2 separate regions of the Mus musculus genome follow, and region 1 is linked to region 2. A link is a contact called in public HiChIP or PLAC-seq data. All regions are on one chromosome and are shown on one strand. Each heading gives the region's core, a stretch centred on a gene start, on an enhancer-like site or on the middle of the called end of the contact. The rest is flanking DNA. Distances are from core to core; before and after follow the strand shown.

What was found. HiChIP or PLAC-seq counts read pairs in DNA pulled down with a chosen protein or histone mark.
Region 1: a contact with region 2 is called in a CTCF HiChIP or PLAC-seq map of the NIH/3T3 cell line, with 8 read pairs. The contact joins two enhancer-like sites. A contact is called at or near these places in 1 of 15 datasets of contacts at CTCF or cohesin (the NIH/3T3 cell line), 3 of 484 Hi-C or Micro-C datasets (bone marrow-derived macrophages, brown adipocytes and reprogramming fibroblasts) and 1 of 115 datasets of contacts at active chromatin or transcription factors (embryonic stem cells).

What each region holds. Positions count from the first base shown.
Region 1 is chr13:93,974,098-93,980,367 of GRCm38.p6, forward strand. No RefSeq gene overlaps it. Among named protein-coding and RNA genes, the nearest start is that of Lhfpl2, 81 kb to the right of the region's middle. Within about 2 kb of position 3,029, at least 50 of the 459 cell types and tissues checked have an H3K27ac peak or open chromatin away from gene starts, as enhancers often do. A contact at or near this core is called in the NIH/3T3 cell line, where this site is marked.
Region 2 is chr13:93,836,651-93,842,772 of GRCm38.p6, forward strand. The region is part of intron 4 of Arsb (arylsulfatase B); the gene reads left to right. Among named protein-coding and RNA genes, the nearest start is that of Mir5624, 49 kb to the left of the region's middle. Within about 2 kb of position 1,386, at least 117 of the 459 cell types and tissues checked have an H3K27ac peak or open chromatin away from gene starts, as enhancers often do. A contact at or near this core is called in the NIH/3T3 cell line, where this site is marked.

The DNA.
Region 1 (6,270 bases), core at 1,779-4,278, 140 kb after region 2:
GGTATGTGTGACTGGAACAATCTTATAATTCTCCCCATGCAACTGAGGGAAATTGTCAGATTGGTCTCTTATAAACTGTACAGACTTCAGTAGCCTGGTCAGGATGTTCAGGGATGTTTATGCGAAATGGACCATGCCCACCAGTCCATTTGCCAGACTCTGTGCAGACATGGGTAAAATGATGTGTGTGAAGACCCTGGTCTACACAAGAACTGCGTTAAGAGCAGAGTTATCCTTTTTATCTCTGGTTTTGCCTATGTCCTGTAATGATCCACCCTCCCTCCCCTTCTTTTTTTCCTGCACTGGGAATTGAACCCGGGGCCTCTTTGGTGCTAAGCACATGATCTATCACTAGGTTGCATCCCTAACCCTGTGATATCCTTTAAAAGAGATTTCAACCAATGAGAAAGGAGGCCACAAATTTGAAAGAGAGCAAGGCACAGAGGGTTTATGGGAGGGCTTATAGAGAGTAAAGGGGTGGAGGAAACAGTGTAATTGTAACCTCAAAAGTAAAAAGACAATCCAGACAAACAATCGGCCAACAGGACATTCCATACTGGGTGAAGCACAGGAAATCATGCCATATGTTCTTGGCGAAAGCTGAAAGGGAGATGCACGTGGGACTGTCCCACACTGAGTACTGAGTACCCGGCCTAGCAGTGGTGGCCCACAAAGGATCCCTCATCTCAGCAAACCTCGTTCAATACTGTCTACTTAGACATTTTCCTATACCATCCCTGGTCCCAACTTCAAACGGACCTGTCCTGTGACCTGTGTTCTCAGGTTACTTAGAAAAGAGGCAATGTATTATGTCCCCACCAAGCCCATCTATCCACCTGGAGTTTTCTGTACTCCCTAATCACAGTAGGTCGCTAGCTGTTCTTCTACCCCCAGTGGTGTCTGGTGCTGCCATAGTATCAACACAACAGCCATCCATTCTCAGTGTGCATCCCTCTCATACAGGTCAATGGTGACAAGGGCCATTTCTAGTCCAGGTCTCCCAGGGCTGGTGGTGTTTGGAAACATGGTCTCATGTATCCCAGGACAGCCTGGAACTCACTATGAAGCTGAGGAGAACATGGAACTTCTGGCTATCTTGTCACACTATCTTCAAGTACAGGGATTATAGATGTGAATCACTGTCCTTTGTTTATGCAGTACCGGGGATTAATGACACTCAGGGCTTCATGCATGCAAGGCAAGCATTCTACCAACTGGGCCCAGATCTCACGGGTTTAATTGCTGCTCTGGCATGGCCCTTCCCATAAATCTAATATTTTGAGCTGTTTTCTTCTTCCTTCCTTCTTAATAGGAAGCCCGTAGCTTGGATGACCAGGGAAGTCCTGGTTTCCCTGGTTGGCCAGGTGTAACTACTAATGACAACCCTTTGGCTTTAACATGTGCTAATTGAGAACACAGGTTTTAGGGTAAGCCCACCTGGGGCTGAATGTGTCTCCACCAAGCTAGGAAGCAGGTATAGCACACGAAAAAAAGAAAAGGTTCCAAGCTGTCAGGGCAAAGGAACCTTTATACAGTGGCATGCTCCTGCACCAAACCTGAGCAGTACTCACTGACATCTCAGACAGCAGGGACTAGGCAAGTTGTCAAGAGACAGTCAGAGGGGCGTTTGAAAGCGGGAGATTTGCAGGGATTCGAGGTGGGAAGGCAGAGGGAGATGTCAGAAGGCTGTGCAACCCCAGAGGATGTGGCAGGGAGTATTTCATGGCATGGGGTTTGTCTTGCATTCCTGAGAGGCTAGGCTGCGTTCTTTATTGGTGCACTGCTTCTGCCAAGGTCTATTGTGACTCACTCCCTCCAGGCAGCCTGCCTAGATTGGACCTCCCTACCTAGACCGAGAAGGCAGACCAGGGCTTACTGCTTTCTGTTTCTCCCTGTCATTGATAAATTGCTCATCTCTTGATGGATGAGGTTTTCACCTGCTAAGATTTCTGGTCAGCTGTTCCTGAGGGCAATAGTTCAAATTACCTAGTTGTCCTGTCTTCCAAAGAACTGAAAATCAGCCCTTTCTCTTTGTAGCTATAAAAAGTTACTTCAACAAAATGTATATTTTCCAGCATGTTATAAGTAGACATGTTTAAAGCTCCTCACATCCTTTTACTGATCTTCTTACATCATTAAAAATGTACTCAAGTAGCCATTCTATATCTGCTATTACCCACTTTATACTGCACCAACAAGCTACTCTCCAGTACTAGGCAACTTTACACATGTTGAATGTAGAACCCATCCCCTTTCCCCACAGGAATATTTATTACGTCTGGTGTAATAAATCCAAGCGCCGGAACACCTTTTTTATTTCTAAATCACTTTGTCATTCTTTGTCACAAAAGTATGTAAACAGATTGTAATTTCTTGTGACTGTTAAGCTCAATGATAGAAATCGTTCAGACAGAGTTGCCAGCACAAGTGGTCTCACCAACTCTTATCATCACACAGAAGGGAGTCAAGGTGGGTGAGACCGATCTGCAGTGAAGAGCACTGCGGCTACCCTTGCAGAACCCAGGTTCAGTTCTCAGCACCCACATGGCAGCTCACATCCATAACTCCAGCCAGGGATTTGACACCCTTTTCTGGCCTTCAGGGTCATGAGCATGCAGATGTATACACGTACACACATGCAGACAAACGGTCATATGCATACTAATGAAAATAAACAGATTTTTTTGTTATATATTAAACATAATGGTGAAAATTTCTCAGGGATACGCCTCTTGGAAAGATGTGTCTGCTTCAGCCATTAAGAACGTACGGTTAGCCGGGCGTGGTGGCGCACGCCTTTAATCCCAGCACTCGGGAGGCAGAGGCAGGTGGATCTCTTGAGTTCGAGGCCAGCCTGGTCTACAAAGTGAGTTCCAGGACAGCCAGGGCTATACAGAGAAACCCTGTCTCGAAAAACCAAAAAAAAAAAAAAGAACGTACGGTTAGTCACTTTCTACGACTGACCACATCCTGTCCATCCCTCTTATTTTTAATCTTGGCAATACTCAACAATATGTATTAAGCAAGCAGAAATTGAATTTCCTAAGAAGTCCTATTACACATTTTAAAAAAACAAAACATACCCAGGGGTCTATTACTGTAATCAGCTTGTCTGGGAAGAATTAAGGCAGTCGAAAATGACATCTGTAGCTCTCTCTTTGGCTCTCTGAGCCAGTAGACTTCACAAATCCCCTCAAGGCTCTACTGGGAGAAGAGACGTCTAAAGTGCACTGGGGTGTCTGAAAGAGGAACTTGTCTGCTAGAGGGTGAACTTGTGTGTCAGAGGAGAAAATTTACATCTCAACTTGGAAGTTAGACAGTGATGGTCAGGGCCGCTCAGTGGCCAGTCAGACTGCTTAACTATCTGTCTATTTTATCTTCTATTTAAACCTCACCCTCATGTTAGGACCCTGAAGATAGACTCGGAGGTGATGTGGGGGTGACACTGGGTCTCTTTGCCTCTCAGTGTGCCACATTGAATAAATCACTCTTTTCTGCTCTCCACTATTCTGTTGGTTCTTTTAGTTGGTTTATTGAGGACAGGTGGCTGCACCTGGCTTGTTGGGGAATGGGCAATTATATAACGTTACAAGCCCGGTAACATTTTCAAAAACAGAAACCCAGTAAGTCCTTTTCTCATCTTGGACGCCAAAGCTTGGGAATTATAAGTGCAGGCTCTAATTAGACTTGGAAGGTTCACTTCCCCACCTTTAATGTTGCGTACTTTCTCAAGGCCAATGCCAGTATTTTGAATTGTTCCTTTGTTTGACCTCAGGAGGTCTTTCCGCCCTGGGGCAGCACACCAGAATAAAAGGCAAGTCCTGTGCATTTCTTAGTAACCAGCGCTTGTGAGATACTGAGAATGAGCTCTGAATGAGCTCTGAGCCCCCTGAACCACAGTGCACACTCTATCAAGAAGGTTATGAGATCCTGAGGTGCAAGGGAAGGCAGTTCCCCTAGCAGTCAGCCTTACTGTATAAAATAAAAATGATACCCTCCAGTTTTCTTACCTCTCTAACCCCAGGAGTAAAGCATGATGCTTTAATGACTTTCAAAAACAAGCTGCTTTTAAAAGTATAATCGAATTGTGTTTTTAAGATTGCATTTCTCTGAGCATTCGGTGAGTATCCCTTGTGTGTGTACTCCTCTGGGATTAGTTGTGTCCTCAAGTCTTACCTATATTTCTATTGGTCTGCAGCTCCCTTTCTATAAGAACTGGGGGGAGGGGAGGCAAAATTAATTTTCTGCCTTAATGTGAGTTTTCCAGTTTATTATTTGCCTTTTGAATTTACTAATGATAATTTCTTCATGAAAAAATATTTGGGGACAGATTAATTTTCTCATGATTTTTTTAAGCACGTGTGTGTGTGTTCTTTGACTTTAAAATTTTTTGTCTTTAATATGTTTAGTATTAATTTTATCCCAAAGTGTGGGGTAGGGATTCAAGGGTCCTTTTCTCCAATCACTATCCAGATGGTTAGAAATGTGGACTTTTTCAGGTGAAATTCCCAGGGTTGGTGTCTGCATGTGCTCTCGGTGGGATGGTGGCACAGAATCGTAGCCTTGTGACACACTATCCGGTAGGTGACTGTCTTCATCATTTTGTGGCTATCCTTCTGTATTTCCCATGAGCACAGCTTCACACTCATAGCACGCTGCTAACACTGGTCCCGAGATGCCGCTAAGGTAAATGAGCTTCACTGGGCGGCTTGGATTTTTCTGAACATAAAAGGAGGAAATGGGAGGTGGCCTGGCAACCTACAAAGAAGCCTGCCACTGGAGAGATACGTCAACCTCAGTCTGCTGACCATGCCAGGTCACGGCCAATACTTGACGGGAATGACCCACCTTGGCAAAGAACATGCAAGGTCCTGGTTCCTTCTCTAGCACTGAAAACAAATCTAATGCCAAGTATCCCAGGGTAGCTTCTTTAGTGCCCAGGAGTCCTATGAACTTTGCTTGTTTGACCCGTGGTGTTATTTTTGTATAATTTGCCATGCCTCTCTCACTCCTCCCCCACCCCCCCAAAAAAAACCGTAAGAAGTTGAATGAGATTCATCATTACAGACTTTATTCACCAATATTGTTAGATTTTTTCCCCCAATTTTTCAACAAGCCATTGGTTCTGATGCAAAGTTTCCAATGCCACATTTCTGTTGCAATTCCACTTCCGCTCCCAGCCAACGAGCACATTTCTAGGCTGTGACTAAGGGGCAGAGGATACAAGAGCACAGGACCTGGCTCTCACTGCTGCTTTGTAGCTGAGAGATCAAAGGCATTTGCTTTTGTTCCTTTCCCACTCTCTGGGGATGCTCACCAGTTCTACCACCTCCCGTGGGACAGACTTGTAGAATTCCTTGGATTTGCAATTATGCTTTAATAATGAGCTTCAAGACTTGAGGAATTCCATCAAGGGGAAACCCACAGCTTAAAAGCTCAAGGTCAACAAGGTCGAAAGCCAAACAGTAATTGAACATGTGAAGACCCTGGGATGGATTGAACTGTGACCCCAAAATGATGCTCTAGGTTTCAGTCCCCAGTACCTTGTTTTCCTTTGCAGTTGTTATATTAGTCAGGGTTCTCCAGACGAACAGAACAGAAGCAACTAAAGTAAGTAAGTGTGTGTGTGTGTGTGTGTGTGTGTGTGTATGTGTGTATGTTTTATTGGATTAAGTTTATATATAACATATATATGTATATATATATATGTATACACACACACATATAAAGCCATAACAGGTTATATAGTTCAACAATAACTTATTACATGCTAGAGAATCTGAGAACTCAGTAACTTCTTAGTCCAAGAAGCTAGAGGTCTCAGAACAAGGAAGACAGATGATGTAATGCCAGCCCAATGCTAGAGACGAAGATACTCCCTGGAGAATGACTGATGTGAGTCTACACTGAAAGATGGAGACTCTGGAGTCTACATCTCTGCTTCAGCAGAAGCAGCAGGTATACTTGCTCAAGAAGAATAAAACTGATGGTGTGTGTGGAAGTGCACATGTTGGGACTGTGCATGTGTGTGCATGCATTAGTAGGTCAATAGGTCAGAGGACAACCTGGGATGCTCTTCCTTATCACTATCTACCTCATTCATTTTTCAAGACAGGGTTTCTCTGGTAATAGAACTCAGGTCTGCAAGATTGTGAGTCATCTGTCTGACCCATCTCCCCAGGCCGTGGGCTTTCTCTTTCACCAATTTTATTCCATTTGGGCCCTCAGCTAATTGACTGGTGCCACACACATTCAGGGCAGAGTTTCCCT
Region 2 (6,122 bases), core at 136-2,635:
TGTGTGTGTGGTGTGTGTTTGAGAGAGAGACAGAGAAAGAGACAGAGACAGACAGACAGAGAGAGATGGGGAGAGAGAGAGAGAGACAGACAGACAACTGTTTAGACTGTCTCTGAACTTGATATCCTCCTATCCCAGCCTCTTGAGATTGCAGGTGTACATTCCCACACAGTGAGGGCATAGCTACTTTTATAACTTTATAGCCATAAGAGTTAAAGGGCAGCTGTTTCTTCTTGGCATGCTGTTTCTGAATAGTCTTCATTGACTCAGTGCCCCCCTGTTTCAGCCATGCTTGGCCATCAACTCAGAAAAGCAGTAAGAAAGGTGCAGAGAGCGTAAGTACTAAGTGCCCAGTATTGGCTTTGAGCTCTCTGAAGTGATTCTTCAAGGAAGCTCCCAGGAGCGGCAACAGGAATACCTCATGAAGCTTGTGAGAAACTCTGACCCTGACCCTCAGTTTCTTCCCTGAACCAGAGGCCCTTAAAGTGGCACCGATACTCCCAGAGCCTTCTAGGTAATTCTCCATGCTACTGTTGGAACATTTTTCTAGAAAAATTTAGGTTTTCAGACAGTTGGGTTTTATTTCTCATTTTAATGTGATGACATTGTTTTTGAAATAATCATTGGACTGCTGTGGTTAGGAGGGATTTCCCCTCCCCCCTTTATCTCCCCGTGTCTGTCTCTATAGTCTCTCCCTCCCACCCTGTCTCTCTCTATCTCTCTCTTTCCTGTAGTCCAGGCTGGCCTCAAACTCATTATGTAGTCTAGGATGCCTTTTAACATATGATCCTCCTGCCTCCATGTCTCAAGAACTCAGATTACAGGCTTGTTCCGTCAAGCCTAGCTGGACATTACACATGTTTAAAATATGCATTTTAGTTATGTGTATATGTGTATCCTAGTTAGGATTCTTATTGCTGCGGTAAAGCACAATGTCCAAAAGCAAATTGACTTCCACATCACTGTTCATCATCAAAGGAAGTCCGGACAGGAACTCGAACAGCGCAAGAACTTGGGGCAGGAGCTTATACAGAGGACGCGGAAGGGTGTTGCTTACTGGCTTGCTTCTCATGGCTTGCTCAATCCGCTTTCTTATAGACCCCAGGACTCCCAGCCAGGAGATGGCACCACCCACAATGCACTGCCTCTCCCTACCCTCATCAGTCACTGAGAAAAGCCTTACAGTTGGATCTTAGGGAGGCATTTTCAAAATTGAGGTTCCCTCCCTTCAGATGACTCTGGCTTGTGTAAGTTGATATAAGGGAGCCAGCACAGTGTATGTCTTTGTGTTTGTGTTTCTGTACATGAGTCCAGTGTCTGCGGTGCAGGAAAAAGATGGCGACTCCCCTAGAGTTAGGATTACAGACTGTTGTGAGCTGCCCAGTGTGCAGAGAATTGAGTGTGGATCCTGCAGAAGAGCATCACGTGCTCTTACACGCTGAGTCATCTCTCCAGCCCTGGATGTTATAGTTTTTTTTTTTAAAGAAATATTTTCCAGCCTATTCTTTTGCTTGCCAGAAGTTTTCACATTGTTTTCTGTGTTTCAAAAGCTTCTTTCTACAGTGAACATTTAGGCTTAGCTTGTATTGCCATGGAGTTATGAGTACCTGTTAGTTCAGGGATGTACTGTGATGTACAGACATGAGCTAAAATGGAGAGATGGTCACTGATAAAACCCTTGTTTCTTTTCTTCTTCCGAGCTGGTTTATTTTCTATTAAACCTCCCAGATGCTGTTTTGTTACTTTAGAATAGGAAATCTATATTATCTTTTTAAAAATCCCTCTTAAACAAGTGGGGTTTTCCCAAAAATTTCTCTAGCCAGAGGGAACTCTTCATTAAACAGAGCACTTTCTGGAAGGAGAGCGTATGAGCTTATGTCAGGAATTAAGTGATGGAGAAGGGGAAAATGTCGCCTGGCCTTAGGTGCAGAAACTGACCCAGAAGCCTTGGCCAAGTGGCGAGAGTTGACAGAGAGCCAATCGTGGTGCTTCTGACCCGTGCCTTGGCAGGAACCTCTCTGCTACCTTTAGACTTCAGAGCATCTCTAACTGGTTGGATCTTTGTCAAGAGCTTGGTCCGAGGTGGTTTCTTTTCTTTTCTTTTTATTTCTTTTCTCTTGATTTAATATAAAGCACTCACAAATTCTTTCAAGAACAACACACAGCTTTGTTTAGCTCCCTCAAGCCCTTTCACCTCTGTCAAGTTGCACCAGGAAATTTAAGGTCTAGCCAGAGGCCCCCAAAGAGTTAAAAAAAAAAAAAACCAAAACCCTCAACCATCCTGCAGAGTAGGAGAAATTGATGTCAAAAACAGATGTGCTGCTGTGGGCCTTGCTGAATTCATAAGTCAGGATAAAGCCAGTATGTATGCATGCATCTTAAAAAAAAAAATCTTGGCCAGAATTATAGAGAAATGGAAGGTCTCCTCTGCGATTCCTCTTCAGGCCTTGCTGGCCAGGAGCCCTGGTGAAGGGCTCCCGGGAGACAGGTGGCCCTGACAACTCCTAACCATTAAGTCAGAACGCCCTCTAATCCCTTGTTTTCCTTGTTGGTGTTCTGCAGGGCCGAGCTCCCTGCACAGAGCCTGCCCGTTTTCATTGGCTTTGGGGATTGTTATTGGAGTGGCTGACAGCTGTCTGCCAGGCTGTCTGAAACTGCCTTCCTGTGCTCTCCACACTGCTCCACTTCACAGCGCTATTGTTCCTGTCCAGCCTTTTCTTAAAATCTTTCCCAGCTGTATCCTGATATGGCAAACCACCTAAATTAGCTCCAGATTGTTCTGTTTATTTTATGTTAGATAAGTGATAGACTATAGTCCCAGCAGCGGGCCAAATGGAGGGTGGAAATGGGGGCAGGGTGTTGGAGGGGGTCAGAAGACGCTCGATTTTTTACTGCACAGGGAGAGTTCCAGACAAAACTCTGAAATGGCGCATGCGTGACAGAGCCACTAGTCCTGCCATTCATACGTGACCCAGAGTGGTTGGCAAGCATAAACTTTGGATCTGAACAGCAGAAAAGAGAAATCAGAACCCCAACACAAAGCCTTACTAGACAGAAGCAAAAATATCTATCCTGGGGAAAACACATAGGATCTGTCAGGTTGGTTTCTATGCCAGCTACCACACTTGACTTTCCTGTCAACAGAGACCCCTCTCACTTGCCAGTGAAAGGCTCTGTGGGTTCAAACCTGTCCCCAGTCCTTTAATCTCCCTGTATGCTCGGCATTTGAAAACATTTGCTTCCTGTGCCTGAATTTAAAGCTAGAAACCCACAGCAATTGACTCGCCATCATAACTGCTTTCCATACAGCTGCAAGTGAAAATTCACAATAGATTTGGCCTCTTCTGCTCCTCTTGGCCATCTGTGCAACTGCTTAACTGTGGCCTCTCCCCTGTGGGGCCAACTTCTAGCAGGGCCTCTCCACAGAGACCTTCCAAATGCTTAACAAAAAAGTGTTTTTTAACTATAACTAGATTCTCTCCCAGGATGAAGACTTCATATCTGTAGGGTTAAACCCAGATATAATATAACTAGATTCTCTCCTAGGATGAAGACTTTATGATCTGTTGGGCAAACCCAGATACAATATAAGAAATGAACGTCCAAAGCTTGACTCAGCTGAAGCAACGCTAGCAGCCACTGAGTGCTTGTCTCTGGTAACTCAAGACTCCCTAGTGAAGATAGCCATGACTCACTTCAGAGCTGGGCCACTCCTCCCCATGCTGAGCCAAAGTCCTTGAAACCCTTTCTGCCATGTGCAAAGACAGGGAGGAGAGCAGGGTCAGGAGTAATAAAAAAAAAAAAATGCCCCTAGGAACTGCCTCTCACTTTCCTTTTAGGAAAATAATCTCACTGTATAATTTTTTTAAATGACAAAACCAACTGGAGAAAAATAATTACCTTGTCAAGGTCTCTTGGCCCCAGTGGATATGCCTTTGGTCTCTATGAAGGTCCAGTATGGAGCTGCCTGGCCTGCATGTTACCCCAGCTCTCAGCGCTGGATCTTTCTATGTAGCCTTGTTGGCTTTTGATTGTGTACAGCCATGCATTTGTCCCTGGGCCAGGCTTCTCCTAGTTGTGTTCATGGAAAGGAGACTGAACCTGTCTCCCCTTGCCACAACACTAACAGCCTAGGAGGCCTTTAATCAGGGCCTAGCAAACCAATTTTTTTTCTTTAATTCTTACCTTATACCATGCACCTCATTACACTTTTGTTTTCATTCATTCCTAGACTTTAAAAACAGAGGCAAACAGCTCATGTGCCCTTGGCCTGTTCTCATTCAAACCATGGTACAGCTATCTCCAGCTAGCTAAGATGGAGTAAACAAGTCAAGGCTTCCTCACTGTGGCAGATAAAAATGAGAAGCAGAAAGCAGACTGTCTGAGACTTCATAGGGCAAATGGTAAATGAGTGGACTCTGGGTTTTATTAATTCTTGTGACGGGGTAAGCTCTGTGTGTTTGTTTTCTCTCCTCTGTCTTTCAGGTCTGACACATGAAACATGAAGTAGGCACTGATAGTATTCTTTTGAAGAAATCCCTACTTCTAATAGTGAGTGAAGAAATCAATAATCTGAAAAACATGAGGAACTCACCTCACATTTCTCTTCTCCAGTATTCTCTGCTCTGTGTTCTATGCCCTGTGCTCTGTGTTCTGTGTTCTCTGTTCTGTGCTCTGCACTCTGTGTTCTGTGCTGTGTACTGTGTGCTCTGTTTGCTCTGTGTTCTGTGCTCTGTGTTCTGTGTTCTGTGCTGTGTGCTCTGTGTTCTGTGCTTTGTGCTCTGTGCTCTGTGTTCTGTGTTCTGTGCTGTGTGCTCTGTGTTCTGTGCTGTGTGCTCTGTTTGCTCTGTGTTGTGTGCTCTGTGTTCTGTGTTCTGTGCTCTGTGTTCTGTGCTGTGTGCTCTGTGTTCTGTGCTGTGTGCTCTGTGTTCTGTGCTGTGTGTTCTGTGTTCTGTGCTCTGTGTTCTGTGCTGTGTGCTCTGTGCTCTTTGCTCTGTGCTCTGTGTTCTGTGCTGTGTGCTCTGTGGTCTGTGTGCTCTGTTTGCTCTGTGTTCTGTGCTCTGTGTTCTGTGCTGTGTGCTCTGTGTTCTGTGCTGTGTGCTTGTGTTCTGTGCTCTGTGTTCTGTGCTGTGTGCTCTGTGTTCTGTGTTCTATTTGCTCTGTGCTCTGTTCTGTGCTGTTTGCTCCGTGCTTTGTGTTCTGTGCTGTGTGCTCTGTGCCCTTTGCTCTGTGCTCTGTGTTCTGTGCTGTGTGCTCTGTGCTCTGTGTGCTCTGTTTGCTCTGTGTTCTGTGCTCTGTGTTCTGTGCTGTGTGTTCTGTGCTGTGTGTTTGTGTTCTGTGCTGTGTGCTCTGTGTTCTGTGCTGTGTACTGTGTGCTCTGTTTGCTCTGTGTTCTGTGCTCTGTGTTCGGTGCGGTGCTCGGTGTTCGGTGTTCTGTGCGGGGGGCTCGGTGTTCTGTGCGGGGGGCTTGTGTTCTGTGCTGTGTGCTCGGTGTTCTGTGCGGTGTACGGTGTGCTCTGTTTGCTCGGTGTTCTGTGCGGTGTTCGGTGTTCGGTGTTCTGTGCGGTGTTCGGTGTTCGGTGTTCGGTGCGGTGTACGGTGTGCTCTGTTTGCTCGGTGTTCTGTGCGGTGTTCGGTGTTCTGTGCGGTGTACTGTGTGCAATGTTTGCTCTGTGTTCTGTGGTCTGTGTTCTGTGCTGTGCTTTGTGTTCTGTGCTGTGTGCTCTGTGTTCTGTGCTGTGTGCTCTGTGTTCTGTGCTGTGTGCTCTGTGTTCTGTGCTGTGTACTGTGTGCTCTGTTTGCTCTGTGTTCTGTGCTCTGTGTTCTGTTCTGTGCTCTGTGTTCTGTGTTCTGTGCTGTGTGCTCTGTGTTCTGTGCTGTGTGCTCTGTAATCTGTGTTCAGTTTGCTCCATGCTCTGTGTTCTGTGTTCTGTGTTCTGTGCTCTGTGTTCTGTGCTGTGTGCTCTGTGTTCTGCTTTGTGTTCTGTGCTGTGTGCTCTGTGCTCTGTGTTCTGTGCTCTGTGTTCTGTGCTGTGTGCTCTGTGTTCTGTGTGCTCTGTTTGCTCTGTGTTCTGTGCTCTGTGTTCTGTGCTGTGTGCTCTGTGCTCTTTGCTCTGTGCTCT